Regions from separate parts of the Mus musculus genome. Here all the other regions are linked to region 3. The links are chromatin contacts, called in public Hi-C and promoter capture Hi-C maps. All regions are on one chromosome and are shown on one strand. The core of a region is the stretch at or near the end of the contact, and the rest is flanking DNA. Distances in the headings are between cores, read along the strand shown.

Region 1 (3,776 bases), core at 1,082-3,581, 1.8 Mb before region 3:
CCAAAGAACCCTCAAATTCCCACTTCAGATGGGTGTGCTTAGAACAATTGGAAGAAAAGATTCAGAAGGCAATGAGCAATCCAAGGTACAGAGGAGAGGTGGATGCAGCTAGGAGACTGAGGCAGGAGGCCTGTGGTTTGAGGCTGGCCTGGCTACATGGCATGAACCTGTCTCACAAAACCAGGATGGCAGTGCCAGGTGGTTCTGTCCCGGCCCAGTAAGCGCATTTTTCTTTACCTTCCCTTTTTTCTTTCATTTCTCCTTTCCTTCTTTTGCTTCCTGTCCCTACTCCACCCCCTTTATGATAGGCCATAGTCCTGCCTGACAAGTTGCCTCTCCTTCCCAGTGCTGGCATTCTGATCTTCACGACCACCTAGTATCAGATCCTCAACTCTCCAGCTTTTACTATTATTTTCTTGTGTGTGTGTCTGTGTGTGAATGTATGTTTTGCCTGTGTGTCTGTGCCCTACATGTGTACAGTGCCCAAGGAGACCAGAAGAGAGTGTCAGATCCTCTGGGACTGAACTTACAGATTGTTGTGAGCCACCATGTGGGTGCTGGGACTCAAACTCTAGTTCCCAGCAAGAGTAGCCAGTACTCTTAATTTTGAGTCATATCTCTGGCCCCAACGTTTATTTATTTATACATACATATCCTTTAATAGGATTTTAATTAATGAACTATACATTTAAATTTATTATTGTTATTGTTGGTTTCAGAGTCTCACTATGTACTTATTTATGTGAAGAGGTGGGGGTGGAGTGGGGGTGTGAAGGCATGCCCACATGCCTTCAGAGACCAAAAGAGGGCGCTAGAGCGTCTTTGACCTTTTGAACTGGAGTTAGTAATGGTTGAGAGCCATTGCATGTGGATGCTGGAATCCAACTCAGGTCTTCTGCAAGAGCAGTATGTGTTAACCTTAAGCCATCCCTTTAGGCCCATCTTTTTTAATAGTACATTTATTTTTATTTTAAATTATGTGTATGGGGGGGGTATGTATACAGGGTTGCAAGAATCTACTGCTCTGGAGTCACAGGCGATTGTGATCCTCCAACACAAAAACTGTGAATCAGACCCAGAATCTCTGGAAGAACTCTTAATTGCATGCGGAGTCACTTCTCCAGCCCCATGAGCTTAATACATATGTTTTCTAACATAGCTTTATTTATTTATTGTTATAGGGATTTGCTATTCAGCCTGTAAGACTGTAGCCCAGGTTAGTCACAAACTCACTTAGGACCGTCCAGCTTCAAAAACCTGCATCACTTAGTTGCACTATATACACACACACATATATATATATACACACACATATATATGAATGAATATAGTCTTTTACATATGTACATACAGAAAACCTTCTTTATTATTCTTCCGTTTATTTTACTTTCAAGATTTATTTTTAAATTGTGTATGTGTGCACACGTGGTGGGGGATGTTACGTGCACGTGAGTACGTGCACCTGAGGAGGCAAGAGGAATGGGAACTCCTGGAGCTGCAGCCGGAGGCAGGTTCCAGCTACCCGATGTGGGAGCTAAGAATTGAACTTGGGTCCTCTGAACGAGTACAAGATCTTAGCCCCTGAGTCTGCTCTGCGGCTCTTCCTCCACATATTTTTAAAGAAAGTTCTTCATTATCCTTCCCTGTAGTCCTTAAAAAACAGGCTGTTAATCTCCATTTCTCAATTACAGTGATGCCGCGTCGGGGAAGGTTGGGGTCCTAGTCGCCCCAATGCGGAACTTCAGTTTGGAGAGGGCCTGAGTTACTTCCCGCCCAGTACAGCTCCACCCGCGCATCCCCGGGCGTGGCCGAGCGCGGCCCCTTTAAGAAGGGGGGCGGAGCGCGAGTGGAAAGACAAAGCCCCTGGCCGCGCGCTCCCCCTCCCCCCTCCGGCGCAGCACACGGACAGTGAGTGCCCGGATGTCGGTGTCGCCGTCGGTGACAGATGGCGCAATGTCTGTATCAGTGACAGGGCTTTTTGCTCTGACCTCTTTGAGTCTTCCGCTTTTCGTCCTCCCCCTCCTACTGCTGTCCCATTACTTTTGAAGTCCGCCACTGGAGGCCCGCACGCCCGTCCCCGGCTCTTACATAACGTGACCTTTCACCTTTTCAGACTGCCCTCTGCTGCGCTGCAACTCAACTTCGCGGCTGGAGCCCAGGGGGCGGGACTCGACCTCGGAGCGGCAGCCTCTCTGAGCCAATAGGCTGCGAAGGCCGACGAGCCCTCCGCCTATCGGAGCCTCCGCCCCAGGGCGCCACGGAGAAGCAAGTTAGTCTGTGCGCTGGCCCGGCAGCGGGGGGGAGGAAGGGAATCTCCCGCCATTTTTCAATAATTTCCTCCCGTGCCCGCTGGAGAGGAGTCGTGACTGGCGGCCGCCGCGGCGGAGATCGGCGTGAGGTGAAAGGCGCCGGAAGGGGCGAGGAGAATCTCTCCGTTTTCTCCCCTCGAGGCGTCCCCCTGGCTTCCATGGCCGTGGCGCGGTCCCGCCAGCTCTGAGGGAAGCCGGAGTTCGCGCCGCCCTCTCACCCCTCCCCTCCCCCATCGCCCCGGGAGCCAGGCGCCTCGCTCGCTCGCTCGCCCCGGGGCTGCCGGGGCCTAGCGCTGCGCAGCAGAGCGGCCGAGCCTTCGGCGCTCCGTCCCCTGCCGGCGCCGCCGCGATGGCGCCGCTGCTGGGCCGCAAGCCCTTCCCGCTGGTGAAACCGCTGCCCGGAGAGGAGCCGCTCTTCACCATCCCGCACACTCAGGAGGCCTTCCGCACCCGGGAGTATCCTTTCTCCGCGCGCGGTGTGGACGCTCGGCCGCGGCTGCGCAGGGCGAGGGATGGAGATGGCGAGATGCGAATGGGCCGCGCGCGGCTCGCGGGGCAGCTGTCACCGCACGGGGCCGTCCGCGGGCCGTGATGCCCGGGGCCCTGCTTTACCCGGGCTTGGGAGCTCCGCGGCGAGATCCCTCCGGGCCGTCTCCAGCCGTCCTTCCCGGAACCGCGCGCCTCCATCCCTTTTCCCCTTACTTTGTCCCCGGGGCCTCGGTGGTGATCGCAACACCAATCCCCTCCTCCCCAACTTGGCTTCGGGCCCTAAATGACTAGGGAGGGTAGCCGGGTTCCCTTTGCGCATTTTATTTCTCTCTCCTTTCATAGAAATGAAACCGTCAAGTTTAAGTTTTTGAAATTGTACCGGCGCAGCCGCGTGATCCGGCTTGTGCAAGCCTCTACTGCGTCTTGAGTGGGCTGTGCGGGGACACTGATGTGGCTTGTGGGTTTTGTTTTTCTCCTCCGGAGTGGACTTTAGGCCAGGGATGAACTGACAGAACCGTAAATCACAAAACCTGGCATTAACTTTTTACCCACTGAAGATGGGAAGGAGCAGAAAGGTACATTGATGGTTCTGGTGGCCATTTATTTCCTAGAGAACACAGAAGTTTGACACTTAGAAGTTTCATTTTTCCGTCTTTTTTTTTTTTTTTTTTTTTTTGAGGGAGCGCTTCATGTAGCACCGGCTGGCCTCGAACTCAGAGAGGCTGGACACTGCATTCCCGATCCTGTCTGTCTGTCTGCCTGTCTCTCTGTCTCTCAATCTCTCTCTCTCTCTCTCTCTCTCTCTCTCTCTCTCTCTCTCTCTGGTACGTGAAACTGGTGTTTTAGAATACAAAGTCAGCATTTCCAATCATTACTTTAAGATTTCTTGACCAAGCATAGCCTCTTAGTTAAAAGTTGTAGTACTTCCCCCCCCCCCCCCCCCGCCCCCGGTAGGGGGAATGTTGAATCTTTTAAGGC
Region 2 (3,611 bases), core at 5-2,504, 1.2 Mb after region 3:
ACAGAGAAGAATATAGGTCTTCGGGCAGCTACAAGAGTCTTACCCAACCTTCCCAAGAGAATTCCACACTCTGTCTTAATTAGGAATCTCAGTTTCTTCAATTCTCTCAGCTCGCTCCCAATCGACTTAAGGTCCTCGGCTCTCGCTCTACCAGTACAACTCTTTTTCTTAGGCTCCCGCCAGGACGTCCGCCACTAGGCCTCCTCTGCACTCATGCCCGGCTCCCGCCACTGCTTCCGCTCTTAGTAAACAAAGAAGCACATGGGCCCAGATTCCAGCCGCCTCACAGCCCAGGATTCCTCCGCCCGAGACGGGTGGCCGAGCGGGGATTGGCCAGAACGCCAAAGGGCCATTCGGGTCCACCACACTGCCACCTTTCGCCACCGGGCGCTTAGCCTCCCAATTCTAGGCACGCCCCTACCTACTGCAGCTATCTCCGAGGCCACCGCGCGGAAGGACACTGTTTACACACGACAGTCCCAAGATCGGGTAGCGCCACTTCCGCCCGCCTCTACTTCCGCTTGGAGGGCGGCCGAAAACAACCAATCGCGGCGCGTAGCGGTCTGGCAAGCCCCGCCTCTGGACTTCGGCCAGTCTCCAGTGGACGCGGGAATTCGCTAGCGCCCCGAGCAGCAGAGGCTGGCCCAGTAACCTAGTCCCTTGGGTCACGTATTGAATGCATTGAACCAAGTCACCCGGTCTCTACCGAGCGCGCCCCTCCTTTGTGGACTCCACTGGGTTCTCTCCATAACACAAACACATCACCTTTTCCAAGGAGGATTGCTTCCTCCATCCTTGACGCCCACTGCTTATTGCAGGCGCAGTTCGCCTGTCCTCGGAGTCACAGATCCCGGCTCACTCCCCCTCCCCCGCCCGACCCCAAGACTCCAGCACCCCTCAACAGGTGCAGGTAGAAGTTTCCCTCCGAGGACGCCGCCCCCAGCCCTATAGATCTTCACCTTTTTCGATCGCGTAGTCCTTAAGCGCCATCGCTGCCGGGGACGGTGTGGCAGGACTTGAAGGGCTCAAAAATCTCTCTCTGGGGAAGCAGAAAACGAACGCGCGGCGGGACGTAGCCGGCCAACCGAAATTGGCGCGAAACGTCGTCACCCATGTGACCCGTGCGGCTGAGAACCCGCCAATCAGATAGGGGGTTCCCAACTGCTGCCAGCCCCTAACTTTAACCAATCAATGGACGAGTCTAGATTGAATGACAAGGGGCTTGAGGGCGGGCCGTTGAAAGATTGCCAGATCCTGGCGGGTTGGACACCCTGTTTCCCGCGGTTCGAAATTAATGCTCGCGAGTGTGTGTGTGGGAGGAGTGTTTCTTAAAGCGCCAGCCTCCGTGCGGCCTTTTGTTCCGCGTCCACAAGGCGGGGTGGGTTCAACTTTCACCGTGTTCTCGTCTATCCTCCAGAACCGCCATGATTTCCCAGTTCTTCATTCTGTCTTCCAAGGGGGATCCGCTCATCTATAAAGACTGTATCCTTTGACCCGGGAGACGGGGTAGGGTAGCTGGGTAGAAATCGAATCCAGATCAGTCTGTGTCGCCTGTTCCTTAACTATCTTTCCACCTGGCTAGTCCGCGGGGACAGTGGTGGTCGTGATGTGGCAGAGCTCTTCTACCGGAAGCTGACGGGACTGCCTGGAGGCGAGTCCCCGGTTGTCATGGTAACTACTGTGGTTGGTGTGCAGGGCCTTAGAACTGTGGAGGTGGGTGAGTGCCTCCTCCCTGTCAAGGGCAGCTTGGTAGGAAGCTTGGGGGCGGGGGTGTGTGTGTGGGGAGGATTTGTTTATAAATGTTTTGAGTACTAACAAGAAGCCAGTTACAGAGCCATGCACCCTATTTTTTGACTATCAACAACTTTGAGAGGTAGATACTACCTTTCCACGTTAGGCGGCCAGGTCTTAGATCTGGGGCATCGCCCATCACTAGTAGACCTCAGGGTGCCATCTTGCAGGTTTCCTTACTACAATTCTGGTCTTTTCTTAATGGCCTCTGTCCTCAACTCTGCCTCAGTATCACGGTGATCGTCATTTTATTCACATCAGACACAGTGGGCTCTATTTGGTGGCCACAACCTTAGAAAACGTCTCTCCTTTCAGCCTTCTGGAGCTGCTTTCCCGGTGAGTAGAGTTGGGACAGGCACTTAAGAAGGAGGGCGTGTGAGGTTTATTCACACATAATTTGCTGTGTTTCCTTAGGCTAGCCACTCTCTTGGGTGACTACTGTGGCTCACTCAATGAGGGAACCATCTCACGCAATGTGGCGCTTGTCTACGAACTCCTGGATGAAGTGCTGGTAAAGCCCAAAAACTTTGGTCTTTTTAAGTTTATTTATTCACGTGTGTGTGTGTGTGTGTGTGTGTATTTGCCCACATCACTGCACATGTGTGGAGATCAGGTATCTTCTACTTGTTGTAGAATCTGCTAAATCCAATATAGATCCACCATAACTCAAGCACTAGGTCAATGCAGATGACAAAAAGGTATTGTAATCAAGCCAGTACTGATCAGTCAGGGCTGTAGAACAGACTCCTGAACTTGCCTAGCAGTTAAAGGCTGACACCACAAAGTGGAGGGGAGTGGGGTGAGCTGTAGCACTGTCCAATCATATTTTGACATAAGGGGTTGAGCAAGGGAACTTTGACCAATCAGATTAGGAGTAGTTTTCTGGGCTTGAGAACACGAGCTTAGTTGATCTTGCCAGCAAGATGGAGAAGTTGTCCTTGAGGTGTCTGAACTCAAACAGCTGTTCTCTTACCAGCTGTCCCTAAGATGGCGGGACTCAGACAACTGTACAAGTTGTTCCTAAGATGTCTGGACTCAGCTGGGCAGTGGTGGCACACGCTTTTAATCCCAGCACTCGGGAGGCAGAGGCAGGTGGATTTCTGAGTTTGAGGCCAGCCTGGTCTACAAAGTGAGTTCCAGGACAGCCAGGGCTACACGGAGAAACCCTTGTCTTGGGGAAAAAAAAAAAAAGATGTCTGGACTCAGGCAACTATTTACAACAGAAGCCGTTCAGCTATTGGGAAGTCCTCAGCTCCCCCAGAGCCTGGGATCTTGAATTTAGCTTCTCCTTATGATTAAATGGAGTCTAAAAATGAAATGATTTTATTTAAAATAAGTTTCTTTTGCGTGTTCCCAACCAACATACTGTCTAGGTCCCTGGGATTGAACTAAGGTTGGCTTGCTTGATAGCAAGCACCAGCAGAGCTATCTCACAGGATGTCTGTCTGTCTCCCTGGCTCCGTTTCTCCACCTGTGTGTCCTTCTCTTTCCTGTTGGACAATATCGGGTATTGGTCCTGACCTTCTACCTTGTTCAAGACAGAGTCCTTTGCTGGTCATGGTGGTGCGTGCCTTTAATATACCAGCATCCAGAGGCAGATGGATCAGTTTGATTTTTGAGGCATTCCCAGTCGACATAGTGAGTTGGAGGCCAGCCAGGGTTACATGAGACCTTGTCTCAAAATAAAAATAGAAGCCAGCCATAGTGGTGCACCCAGGATGCTGAGGCAGGTGAATGAATCTCTTGAGTTCAAGGCCAGCCTGATCTACAGAATGAGTTAGGACAGCCAGGGCTACACAGAGAAATCCTGTCTTGAAAAT
Region 3 (3,626 bases), core at 942-3,441:
GTGTGCAGGAATGAACAGACACACATATGCATGCACACAAAATGAGGAAATTAAAAACACAATAAAGATGCAATTCCCATCTGCGCTCATTGGCATCATCTGCAGTTACGGGTGACAAGGAGCTTCACGGCACTGTCTCGCTCCTCCTCCCTAACCCCCATCTCACCTGTGTCTGCATCATCATCAAACTGAGGTAGCCTCTTGCCCAGCTGGGGGAGGCCGGCATGGGGGTCATCCTGGAAGTTGTCATTCTCCAATGCCTCCAGCTGTCGGTTGATCCGCCGCTGCCTGGCTGCCCTGTCCAGCACCCGCCGCTGTCCAGGGTCCTGGGAGCGAACTAGATGGGGCAAAGAGAGTTACCGGGGTCAAGACAGGAGGAAAGTTGCACTGCCGTTGCCTAGAGCCCCAGTCTCCTCGCCTCGGCCCCTTCATTATGCTGTGAGGAATTCCCAGATCTTCACCCTGCTTTCTTCCAGCTTGGCAAGCTTGTTTCGGCCCTTTATGCTGCCTCTAAGTCCTCCCAGTCCCAGCAATAACTGGAGACACAATAAATTGCAGCTGGAGAGAGGGCTCAGTGGTTAACAGCGCTCCCTGCTCTTGCAGAGTGCTACAGCTGTTTCCAGGACCCAGGACCAGCAGCCATGAGGGTGGCTCACAACTTTCTGTAATTCCAACTGCCTCTTTTGTCCTTCATGGATACCTACACTCACCTGCACAGAGCAGCACACATACACAAATTAAAATAAAGAGCGCCTTTGAGAATTGACACAGTATTGACTTCTGGCCTCCATATTCTCAAGACCTGTGATTCAGTAGGGCAAAATCCAGTGTACATTTCTAGAATGTTCCTTCAGCCTGAGACGCATGCCTGTGCCCTGTGACTGCACCGACTACCTTCCTTGGACTAAAAGTCTCCCCAGTGTGGCTCCCAGATGTCCCCCTATCTTGTTGGATATATTTCCTATCCCGACATTTTGTCTCCTCTCTTGCTCTCGAGGCTGCTTCTGCCTGTCCTTTTTCTTTAATTGATAGCGCTCTTTGGCCTGTCCCTTTCTCACCCCCACAACCTTCAATAGGATCTCAGGAAGCCCAGGCTGGCCTGGGATGACCTCCTGTGCACAGCCACACCAGGCTTATGTGATGCTGGGGATGGAGCAAGAGTTTTGGGCATGCTGGACAACACCCTATCAGCAGGGGCTCATCTCTGACCTCTTTTTCTTGTATTTCTATCTTTCTTCAAAAAGTGCATTTATTCTGAGTGTTTCTGTGCACATGTAGGTGTTGCAGTACACGTGCAGAGATCAGAGGACACTGTATGGAAGCCTTTTCTCCTATCATGTGGATCCTGGGGACTGAACTCAAGTAGTCAGGCTTGGCAGCAAGCAACTTTACCTACTGCATGCACCATCTCACCTGCCCATTCCTGGTGCTGGGTTTCCCATAACATGCCAGTCTCAAACCAGAACTCCCCCAAACCACAGACTTCAGGACTACAGGACACCAAGAGGCTGAGGTCCAGCCTAATTTACATAGGCAGCCTAGGCTACATTAAAAAAAGAGAGAAAGGAAGGAATGAAGTGTGTATGTTCGTGTGTGTGTGTGCACGTGTTTGTGTAGTACCCAAAGCCAAGCCCTTTGATTTCCTAAGTTTCTCTGTTCCCTCCATCCAACATCCAGAAGCTGGAGGAAAGTGGGGCGATGGTGGCGCACGCCTTTAATCCCAGCAGTGTAGAGGCAGAGGCAGGCAGATCTCTGTGAGTTCCAAGCCAGCCTAATCTACAGAGCTAGTTCCAGGACAGCCAAGGGTACGCACCCTGTCTCGAAGAAAAAAACAAAAAACAAAAAAAAAACAAAAGCAAAACAATCCAGAAGCCGAGGTGAGTACCACTGCTCATAGCACCCGGGCTTTGGAGAGACAACACATCCTCTCCATCCCCAACGTCTGCTGAAGCAAGCAGTCACAAAACACGAATTAATGGTTCCGAGACTGCCCCAACACTGAGCGAAGGTAATTGACGTGAAAAGCTAGGCGGGGAGATGTTAGGCTGAATTTGAACTTGGGAAGCACAAAAGGGCGAACCACTCAAGGCTCACATACCGGCGGGTTTCTTCTCCACCATTGGCGCAACACAGTTGACAGAAGAGCCTACTGCGCACGCGTACTAACCACCGACCCTTGCTCTGAGCACACCCCTTCCGGTGGCGTGCACACATACGCGTGCGCAGTCTTTCCCCTCCCGCTTGAAGTCATTACGTGATGTTCCCTTGGAGATCAGCAAGCTTTCGCTTTCCGCCATCTTTGATAGGGGCAAACCTAATTCCGGTCGCATTGTGGTTACCCAAAAAAAAAAATCTGAGAGCCGCCTGCAAATGGTCACTTTTTAAAAACTGGCGTGGGTGGTCTTTAGGGGAGCGCTCTTGTCCCTGTGCCCTTTGCATCCCCGGTGCGTGTCCCCGCGCTGCGGGACAGGATAGGCAGGTTCGGTGGCTTTGTTGAACCCAGACCCACGAGGATGTCCGCGCGATCCCGCCTCCGGCTTCCCGGCCCCTCCGGGCCCGTCGCCCCCGCCGCGCGCCACCCCAGGCCTTGCTGTCCTGTGTTCCTCCGGGTCAGACTTGTGGTCAAGACCCGCCCCCGCGTCGCCTGGACCCTCCTCAAAAGGTCACTTCCCCTCCCGGGGGGATTCGGTTGCTCCGGTGTGAGTCAGGCAGTGCCCAGGACCGGACCCTCGGCTCCTCCCCACCCTCCAGCCCGCGCCCGCGGGACAATCCTTGCCTTGTCTCGCCGTCTGCATCTCGGGTTTTCGGTGGCCTCGGGTTACGCCTTTTTTCCAGGGCGGAGTCCCGAGCACAGCTCCTCCTCTCAGCGGGCTCGGTTTCCCCTTTTCCCAGAATCTTCCCGGGGCGTCGGAATCCAGGCGCTCAGCTCAGCGCCGGTGCGGGCCTGGGTGTAGCCTAAGCGTGCTGCTAGCCATGGCTGCGGCAGGCCCGGAACCCCGGCTTTTGCTCCTGCTCCTGCTGCTGCTGCCGCCGCTGCCCCCCGTAACTTCTGCCTCCGATCGACCCCGGGGCGCCAATGCTGTCAACCCAGGTGAGAACCCGGGCGGCCAGTGGGCAGGGTCGACACGTCCGCCAGCCTGGAAGGGAGTGTCCAGCCTTCCCAGTGCATTAGCCTCTCATGCAGAACTTGGGGTTCCAGGCTCCCCAGACAGACAGGAACACCCCAGCCCCCATTCGTGTATGTTACTCTCACCCGACTCTTCTGGAGATCAAATGTGCTGAAAGAACTTTAGTGAAGTAATATGGAGGTGTGTGTGTGTGTGTGTGTGTCGGGGGTGATACAGAGGGATAAACACGTGGGACACTAAGCCGTGTCTTAAGTGCCAGTTCTCTGGCTATGACAGACAAATTGCTGGTGATCACTGTGGCTACGGCAGAGACAGAGGGGTACCGGCGTTTTCTGCAGTCTGCGGAGTTCTTTAACTACACTGTACGGGTGAGTGGGGGGACCCATGGGAGAAATTCCAGCGGGAGAGGGCAGGGGTCGTGGGGGTTGGTCCTGTTTCCTCATCTTGGCCAGCTGAACCTCTTCCGCTGCGTGGGGGTGGGATCTTTCCTGCAGACCC

Evidence for each region. Hi-C and Micro-C count contacts between places; a contact is called where the count stands out from the background. Capture Hi-C pulls out chosen DNA fragments and counts their contacts.
Region 1: a promoter capture Hi-C map of liver shows a contact between it and region 3, with 2.2 times the contacts expected there. The contact joins the promoter of Baz1b here to the promoter of Znhit1 in region 3. A contact is called at or near these places in 2 of 39 promoter capture datasets (liver and pre-B cells) and 1 of 9 other capture datasets (liver).
Region 2: a contact with region 3 is called in a Hi-C map of CD8 T cells, with 3 times the contacts expected there. The contact joins the promoter of Ap4m1 here to the promoter of Znhit1 in region 3. A contact is called at or near these places in 3 of 39 promoter capture datasets (3T3-L1-derived adipocytes, liver and pre-B cells), 3 of 484 Hi-C or Micro-C datasets (CD8 T cells, erythroblasts and regulatory T cells), 1 of 115 datasets of contacts at active chromatin or transcription factors (astrocytes) and 1 of 9 other capture datasets (liver).

Annotation. Positions count from the first base shown.
Region 1 is chr5:135,184,992-135,188,767 of GRCm38.p6, forward strand. Baz1b (bromodomain adjacent to zinc finger domain, 1B) reads left to right here and starts at 2,332. Exons shown (of 19, transcript NM_011714.2): 1 at 2,332-2,765. The coding sequence starts at 2,659.
Region 2 is chr5:138,170,767-138,174,377 of GRCm38.p6, forward strand. Ap4m1 (adaptor-related protein complex AP-4, mu 1) reads left to right here and starts at 1,255. Exons shown (of 15, transcript NM_021392.4): 1 at 1,255-1,482; 2 at 1,583-1,671; 3 at 2,021-2,127; 4 at 2,206-2,302. The coding sequence starts at 1,425. It overlaps Mcm7 (minichromosome maintenance complex component 7), which reads right to left and starts at 1,117. Exons shown (of 15, transcript NM_008568.3): 1 at 960-1,117. The coding sequence starts at 990.
Region 3 is chr5:136,984,713-136,988,338 of GRCm38.p6, forward strand. Znhit1 (zinc finger, HIT domain containing 1) reads right to left here and starts at 2,192. Exons shown (of 5, transcript NM_001310747.1): 1 at 2,099-2,192; 2 at 167-337. The coding sequence starts at 2,120. Plod3 (procollagen-lysine, 2-oxoglutarate 5-dioxygenase 3) reads left to right here and starts at 2,307. Exons shown (of 19, transcript NM_011962.3): 1 at 2,307-3,091; 2 at 3,405-3,496; 3 at 3,623-3,626. The coding sequence starts at 2,974.